Regions from separate parts of the Drosophila melanogaster genome. Here region 1 is linked to region 2. The links are chromatin contacts, called in public Hi-C maps. All regions are on one chromosome and are shown on one strand. The core of a region is the stretch at or near the end of the contact, and the rest is flanking DNA. Distances in the headings are between cores, read along the strand shown. Region 1 holds the start of CG9628. Region 2 holds the start of CG9592.

Evidence for each region. Hi-C and Micro-C count contacts between places; a contact is called where the count stands out from the background.
Region 1: a Hi-C map of the Kc167 cell line shows a contact between it and region 2, with 1.6 times the contacts expected there. A contact is called at or near these places in 10 of 107 Hi-C or Micro-C datasets (the Kc167 cell line, the OSC cell line, cellular blastoderm embryo and 5 more).

Annotation. Positions count from the first base shown.
Region 1 is chr3L:14,621,044-14,625,056 of dm6, reverse strand. It overlaps CG9628, which reads right to left and starts at 2,261. Exons shown (of 5, transcript NM_168590.3): 1 at 2,150-2,261. shd (shade) reads right to left here. Exons shown (of 7, transcript NM_206352.2): 5 at 4,005-4,013; 6 at 3,661-3,876; 7 at 2,852-3,584. The coding sequence ends at 3,474.
Region 2 is chr3L:14,515,581-14,519,902 of dm6, reverse strand. It overlaps CG9592, which reads right to left and starts at 2,078. Exons shown (of 1, transcript NM_140449.4): 1 at 1,428-2,078. The coding sequence starts at 1,911. The coding sequence ends at 1,453. The region is part of intron 2 of bbg (big bang); the gene reads left to right. It overlaps CG4613, which reads left to right. Exons shown (of 3, transcript NM_001274912.1): 3 at 1-143. The coding sequence ends at 50.

The DNA.
Region 1 (4,013 bases), core at 1,012-3,511, 100 kb before region 2:
TTTTAGAAAAAAGAGCATTTGGCTTAAAGAGAGGATCTAAGAGTTCGACTACCTGCCACACCTGCGTATTTTAAAGGGGATATTTTCTCTCGAAAGGTAGGCATAATTTAGTGGCCAGCACTGTGAATTAACCTCGTTTCGCTTTCAGGCTCAAAAGGGACTGTTTCACACTAAGCAGCCCTATAACTGGTCTGAGTTTTGGGTCAATGACTCGATTCTCCGTTTTTGTTTTGGTTCTTCGATTCTATCCAAAGAATTTGTTTAAGCCATTCCCATCTTAACTTGGGTTTATATCTCTCATTTCCGGACAACCAGAGATCCAAAGAGCTACATCATCTGTACTATCTGTATTTCTCAGCTTTCAATCGCAGTCTTGGGCAATTGAAAAATGCAACAAAACTTGTTTGCTTACCGCCCCCTTTTTTGCCCCCCGCGCGTGTCTTAACCCTCACCCATCACTTGCATTGATATGCACAACTGCAAACTGGTTGCAGGCGAGAGCGACAGGGACGGACGATGGGGGAGTGAGAGGGCAGAACCACCTGAAACACAAATACATATATGCAAAAGGCGCCTACTGTACTTGGTCATCGCCATAGTTTTTACTGCCCGCGAAGGGCAGTTCGCGATTTTCCAGCTGCATTTTCCAAACACGGTCAATACCCATAGAGGGTATGTATATATTGTACCAAGAGGAATCATTTTCGCGTTTAACTTTTACATATAACCAATTATTTTTTTTTTAATTAAACTAAGATGTGTCCTCAATCAATCAGAAAGCGTTTAAAAAAAATCTATAATGTAAAATTTTGTATTTATTTTATTTTATGGTTTTAGAGAGTAATATCCTTACGTTTTGTTGACAATATTTTTGTTATCACTTTACTTAATACTGTTGTAAACAAAAAGTAATGGCAAGCCATAAATCTTATGAATGGGAATTTTGAAGCCTTACAACTTGAAAAGCAATGTTCATGGCGGCATTTTTGCAAATTATTTAGATATTCCTACAATATCTATTGCTACTGCACTTGCCTTTGACCCCATTGAGACCCACACCACGTTTGGTATGGGGAAACATTTGGTTTGGGGCTAAAACATGCAACATTTTGCGATGTGGGCTTACGAGGGTGGTTGGTGCTTGGGGGAGTTTTCTAGGCGACTCCCTTAGGGGTTGTTGGTAAATTCAATGCCAAAGCAATTGGCCAAGGCTCGTCGGGATTTACCATGAGTGTACTGGCGTTACTGTCACTGTTATTGTTTCGTGTCGGGCCTGTCATTGAAGGTCAGTGCCCATAAATGATATTGGTATTGAATCGAAAGGGTTCAGTTAGCAAAAGGGAACGTGTAATTGAGTGCTAATATAAACAACAACTGGGTTCAGAGTTTTTGCCATATTGTTTACATATTGACAGATTTTGAACTAACAGCGTTCAAATATTTAATGTGTTTTCAAGAACGGTAAAGAAATTAAAAAGCTCATTAACTTAATAACTGCTCGTAAGTGCTCCAAGAATTCGTATACTTTAGTTGAGCACTACCTAATTGTTTTTTTACGCCAACGTAAGATATCTGTTTTTTCGCTTTATAAACCCCAGTATTTGTCACCTAATTAAAGCTGCATCAAAGGGAAGGGGCCGCATTGATGGTGAGAAAATTGTCAGTGAGTCACATTAAACAAACTAATTTGTGTTAGCCAGTGTAGTGTTGTGTGTAGATTGTGCAAAATTAGCATGTCTAACAATAACAACAAACTACTGCGATCGTCTTGCTGATGTAGTTATTGTTGTATCTGTGCTTGTTTACTGTACAATTAGCTCTGGGTGGGGCCCTCCGATCTCACAGACTCCATTCGTATGAGAAGATCTTTGGGGGAGAATCAAAACTTCAACGGAAGCTGAACAAATTTTACGTTTTCTTGTTTAGTGCATTTTCAACTTGTTTAAACATTAGTAACTGCCGAGCAAACGACAAACTAGTTTTAGTTTTTACTCAGAATTTCATTTTTGGGTTATTATATTACATTTTTCAAATTTTCGTTGAGTTGCAGATAGGTGCGGTACACAAGTGCAGCCAAATGATTTGGGTTAGCTGTTAAGTTATATCTCACACTAAATACACAGATAAATCAATGAATTCTTTCACGCGCGTTAAATAGTTTCAGTAGTTCAGTTTAAACTGCGACTCAGAGCGGAAATTGGTTTTTTAAAAACCGTCTTTCAAAAAACCTCTGAAACCGACGACACGCCAACGACAACTGTTGTAACCTGAACCCAAAACCGAATCCAAAGCCCGCCAAACGAGCTATTGAGCCACAGCCCAAAAATAAGAGAATATTTCCCAATGAGAATTATTCCCAAGACGTGTGTCAACGCTTGCTGAACAAATATTAAGTCATATTATGGCGGCTTAAAAATTAGCACATGCACGCCATGTATGCAAACAATTTAATCTCGAGTTTTGTTTGAAACTTAAATGCTCTATTAAATTTTGAAGTAAAATTGTGTCGTTGGTTTAAAAAAAAACATTTTAAAAACAAAGCCCAGCTTAGTGGGAAGCGACTGTTGAAAGCTTTTATGAAATTTCCCTGCTATAATAGTAAAGACGTCAACCGAAACCTAAAATCGGTACCATACAAATTTAAAAAAAAAAATAAAGATATTTAGGGTCATTTAGTGTGTGTTTAGTATTTGCCAAAGAAAACAAAAATAACTACAATAAAACATAGGTCTAAATAAGTCTCACCATTGTATGATGAAAAATGCATTTTTAAAATAAAAAGGCGAGAAAGCTAACCTCCTGTGCTATAATGGGTCTCAGAAAATAACTATTAAATGAAACTCAATAATTTATATTATAACATTTATCATTTGATTTCTGTTTAATGTAATTAATTTTCTTTAATTATTGTTTTCTTTTAACAAATATATTCACAGATGTAGAGATGAAATAAAGACAAAGGCAGTAAAAACACTTGAATAAATACAATTAAAGTTAAACTGTACATAATTAGAGTGACAAATTTTTGCGAAACTATGTACAGAAAATATGTAAAACTGTTAAAATCGTGAAAAACAAAACTTAAACACAGTCTTTCCGTTTACAGAACTCTCAAAAACAATTGCTGCTAGTTATTTGCTACGACTAAAAATAAATTTAAGAAGTAATTACAACAAAACATGACGTTTGTATATACATTCTAATCTACTTTACATCCAGTCAGCATAAATTTGTTAATTTATTTTAATTGGTTTAGCTCTTTTTTGATTGCTTCACAGGACTAGGCTGCTGATGCTGGCTCATCAGGGATAAAGGATATACATATATATGTATACAGATATGTGTAGAAACCTAAGCATATTTTACATTAATTTTACTTAATGGTTCAGTTCTTAGCTATTTTAGTTGTATTTGATACAAAACGCCTGAGGGTAGGCACTGTTTTTCGGATCAGTTTTCTAAAGCACCCATTATCAGAAAACCCGATCGCTGAGTCTTAGACTGAGTGGAGTTTTGGGTGCCAGCAGGAACTCGAACTCCGTTTCCAGTGGCTTCACAAAGCTCACATCAAAGGCTAGGACCATCTGATAAAGATAAATTTGGTTGTTTTAGTCAGTGATCCTAGAAATACGATCCCTGGGGCTTATGGATTATACTCACCTTAGCTAGCAGCAGCACCACCTCCATTTCCACAAAACGCTTTCCTGGACACGATCTTCGACCCACGCCGAAGGGCACCACAATACTGGCATTATCCACGTTCACCGTGAAATTCTCCGTGGCAGGATCAATCCAACGCTCTGGGGTAAACTGCTTGGCCCCTTGGAAGTTGCTATCCTTGTGGCAGGCTATCATATTCTGACATAGCACCACAGTCTAAAGATCGGAAACAAATTATTGATAGGAGAAACTAATATTTATTTCCAAAAATAAAATATAAAATAGTAAATTCCAAAAGCTTGGAAATAAAAGTGAGAGTGATCGAAAACTAAGCTTTAACTTACCCCTGCATT
Region 2 (4,322 bases), core at 829-3,328:
TGGAATGGATAGCAGTTAATACGAGGGACTCTTGTTACTGCATAAACTAATCCGTTTAAAATAATAATAAATCGTGTAAACATTATTTATTTGACTAACCCTAAATATGATTTTTAATTGAAGCCTAATTAAAGTTAATATTTAATTTCTTTATTGAAATGCATATTTTCGTAGAAGTATTTGGGAGGGCTGACTTTGAACTTAAAGATAGTTCTTTACTAATTTGTTGTGCAATTACACAATAACTTTCCTTTACACATTGAATAAAGGAGTAATTGATTTCGATTGATTAAATATATATATCTTCCCATCGGAAGTGGAGTAACTTTTTGCTATTCAGCAGCAACCCACGGTCACATAAAAATCCAGTTCTCTTTCTCGATCGTGGGGTAGGGTTTATTTATTTCGTTTGGGGAATTGGACCGCGTGTGTCCCACGCAACTCCCTCAATCGACATCTGATTTTACTTTCTTAATGCAAAAGAAATAAAAATTGTACAAATATTTTGTGGAAACAGGTTATGGAAACCCTAGCAGTGGCCTTTCACTTTTTGCCCCGCGACTGCTTGCAGAAATCAATAAAACTCGAACGCGAACTCGGAGTTGAAGTTGAAGTTTGCTGAGCGAAAATCGAATCGAAGCCAAGGACGTTTTCCGTCGACATCGCCTGACACATTGTTATCACTTGTCAAGGCTCCACAACCGTCCTGCGAATCGCGGAGTTGACAAAACCTTTATCTTTATCCCTTTTGGCCGGGCAGGCCGACTTGTGGCCGACAGTTGTTTAATGGATTTTCAAGTTATTTCTGGTATTTTGTTGTAGTTGCCGCTGCATGTCGCAGAAATACGGCAAAACAAAGATATCTCTCCGCGGAAAGAAACTCGTTTGTGGCTAGGGGCCAAAGAAAATGCCGCATAATTGCCGCCACCACGACTTGAAAACAAAAAGGGGGCGGGGCACCCAGAAGGGGCGGCGGTGGCAGGCTAGCCACCGAATCGACAATCTTGTCAATGCTGGCTGCCCTGGCATTTGATTTTATTTTTAACTAGACTATAATTGATGCCAGGCATTGCAAGGGTTATCGAGAAGAAACTCGACGGGCAAGGCAAGGGGAAATATGTACATACATATGTGTGGAGTTCAGGGAACAGCGCAATTTATCTTAATTAAAAACGTGCCATCAGAAAAGAGTTGTGTAGTAATATTCATGAAAATGGCACTGCTTAGCTGATTTACATATATCAACATTTATGTGAGACTTACCATTTCAGGTTAAAATTATTTGTGGTAGGGAATAGAGTGAAACTAAAGATGTGGTAAGATATAACTTATTTTTTGGTCAGCAATACAGAAATGTTATGTTCTTGTATCTAAAGTAAAAGGGGAAACGCCAGTTCTGCACATTATTGAACCCACATATGCTGGTTAATTTAATCAAGTGTTTTGTTTAGTTTATTTTAGTATTACTTTTAATTTATCATTTGACATCTGAGGACATTGCCTTTGATTAAGAAGGTTTCGCAGATTCTCTATAGAGTTGATAGTCGATTGAAGTTTTCTTTGGACATTGGCACACTCAACTACCAGATCCAGACAGTTATCCCAATGCCGATTCGCGATTCGCAAATTGTCTGACACCAAACAGCCGAATATATTCCTTACGGGTAGGAGATATCCTAGGATCGGGTTAACAGGAAGTCGGATCATCTTGAAAACCTTTCCCCAGTAGTTATCATTCTCTACGACGCGAGTAAGAGCCTTGTAGGGTCGTCCCCTTGGCAATTGGGCCTCTGCTGGAATTCGTTCAAAACCCTGATGCAGTCTAACTCTAGCCAGGACTAATTGAGCTCTACACGACTCCTTGTTGACTTGCGAGTGCAGCAGCTCAAGGTCTTCTATTAATTGTATCATTTGCAAGAGGAGGCCATCTAAAGTACATCTGACATCTTCGTCCTTCGTGATTGATCTGCTTGCTCGCTTCGGATCCGATTCATCGCAGGGCACTACCTTTTGGCTCATCTCTTAACAGGATATTTCTCTTTAACAATTTTTGAAAGTTCGAAAAATATCGCTTTGAAATAAGTTTGATTTGAAACGACATTGTGACTAAACTATCAAGCAAACCAAGCAATATTTCTGTTGAGATTGTTATTATTTTGTTTTCATAATCCTTAATTATATTGTTGCAAATTAGGTATGTATGTATAGTTACATTATATAATCCAAGCGATTACAGTTAACTAATACAAAACGAAAATTGGTTAAGGTAATGCCATTGTCTTTAAAACCACCTTTTCAAATTAGTTTCCCAGAAAATGAACTAGTTACTTACTCCACTTGAAGCCATGTTGTTTGCCTTCAAATTTCTTAGAGTTTTTGTTGGTTTTGATGAATTTATCAGATTTGTTAGTCTGCCTTGAAATGAAGAGGGTTTCGAGAAGGGGAATCGTCGCACCGCACGCTTCGCTGGCTAATTTAACATAATTCTCACATAAATCGCCAGCGAGTTGGGTAGAGAAATTTTCACGCCTCGCTTAACGCATTTGGCATAGCAAAAATCCATTTTATGGCTTGTTCTCCTGCCATTTAGTTAGCGCTTCCTTTCCATATTTTTTCAGTTTTTTTTCACAATTTTTTATGGAGTTAAAACAAATGTCCAAAATTGTACAAGACACGAGTTTTCGCTGCATCAACGCGGCACTTTGCTGCTAAACCGCAAAACATTTTAATAAATTGCCAGTTATTAGTTTCTTGCAGAGCGGCAGGAAAAAGTGCAATTAAAATGCATTCGAAATGGGGTGAGGTGGTGGGTAGGAAATCGGGGGACAAAGGAAGTTCCGTAGCAAAAGAAATTAGCATAAGCATTGACTTTTTTCCAAAGGGGAAGGTGGGGCGAAAAAAAAAACTGTTGCGCTAGTTTCCCATAATTTGCCCCAGCGAAGATAATGAGCAAGAAAGAGTAGCCAGGGGATGGGTTGGAAAAGCGGGGGGAAAGCCACGGGGCGGGAAAACTGCGGTCAGTCGCATAGCAAATGGTGTGAAACTCTGCTGAAAACCGGGAAGGAGGGGAAGCCCGCACTGCATTCATTGTTCAACGTTGCACTCAGTTTTTGTTGCTTTTATAATGGCCACCGCTTGCAATTTGCATAAATGTTTTTAATTAAATGCATTTAAAGCATATTTTTCCAAGCACACCGGGCAAATTTGTTAATGAAATCGAATCAGGGGGAAATGGGAAGTGCCTTTAAGTAAAGGTTATTATGCTTAATATGGGAACTACTTGGCAGGGAAAGTAGCAATATCATAACAATTGACTTGCGTGGGGTAAGCCGATAAGAAATTTAAAATGAGATTTTTAATGCGATAATTCATTTTTGAGAATGATGAGAAAAATGATTTCAATGGATTTAAATGGAAACATACTTGTGTGAGAAACCTCAATTAAATATAGAATTAAAGGGCATTAGCCTATTATAAAAGAGGGCAGATCGATTAATAATAGGACAAAATTAAACTTTATTTCGTAATAAAAAAAGTTGTCCGAGTGTTTTTGTTACAATGGTTCAAATAAATGGCATAAACGTTCCATTCACATTAAATTTTATTTAATGTTTACGGTAAGACAACTATACCAAGGCCTGGGCAGTAAATTATCAAATTTAGTCACCAAACTACTACTTTAACATTATATAAGTCCGACAAATACCTTAATCAACTGCCAACCCACTTATCACTCCCTTGTCACTCGAAACTAACCGCATCTGAACTAACCATAAAATCAAGACAAAGACGGAGGCGATTAACTTGTTTCACGAACTTTCAAAATGCAACACCAAAATAAATGAAAAGAAAACTAAAAACCAAAAGATCCCACAACAAACTTGCCAAAAACTCGATTCAAGCTTGCTTGTTTCCTTCCTGTGCGCCACCAAAAAAAGGCAACCGCAAATCTCTTTTTTTCTTACCTCAAATGTGCAAAACAAAAAAAAATGTAAGAAACCGTACAAAACAATTTATGTCAACTTTCTTTTTATCAAACAAAAAGAAGGAATCAACGTGTTGCAAAACGGTGGGGGGAAAATTCCAAACAATTTTCAAAGCCACCGCAAAAATCTTGCACCACAGACTCCCACACAAAGTCAGGCAGTCAGGTGGGTTTTATTTTAGTTTTTTTTTTTTTGCGGCTCCGAACAGATGATTTAGCGACGGGTTTTTCTCTCCACTAGTTGCAGAGGTTGCAAGAAAGTTGCCGAATCATGAAGCAACTCCTTCGCTCCTCCCCATTCCTGAAAAAAAGAAGCCCCTCGTCCGCCAACGTGTAC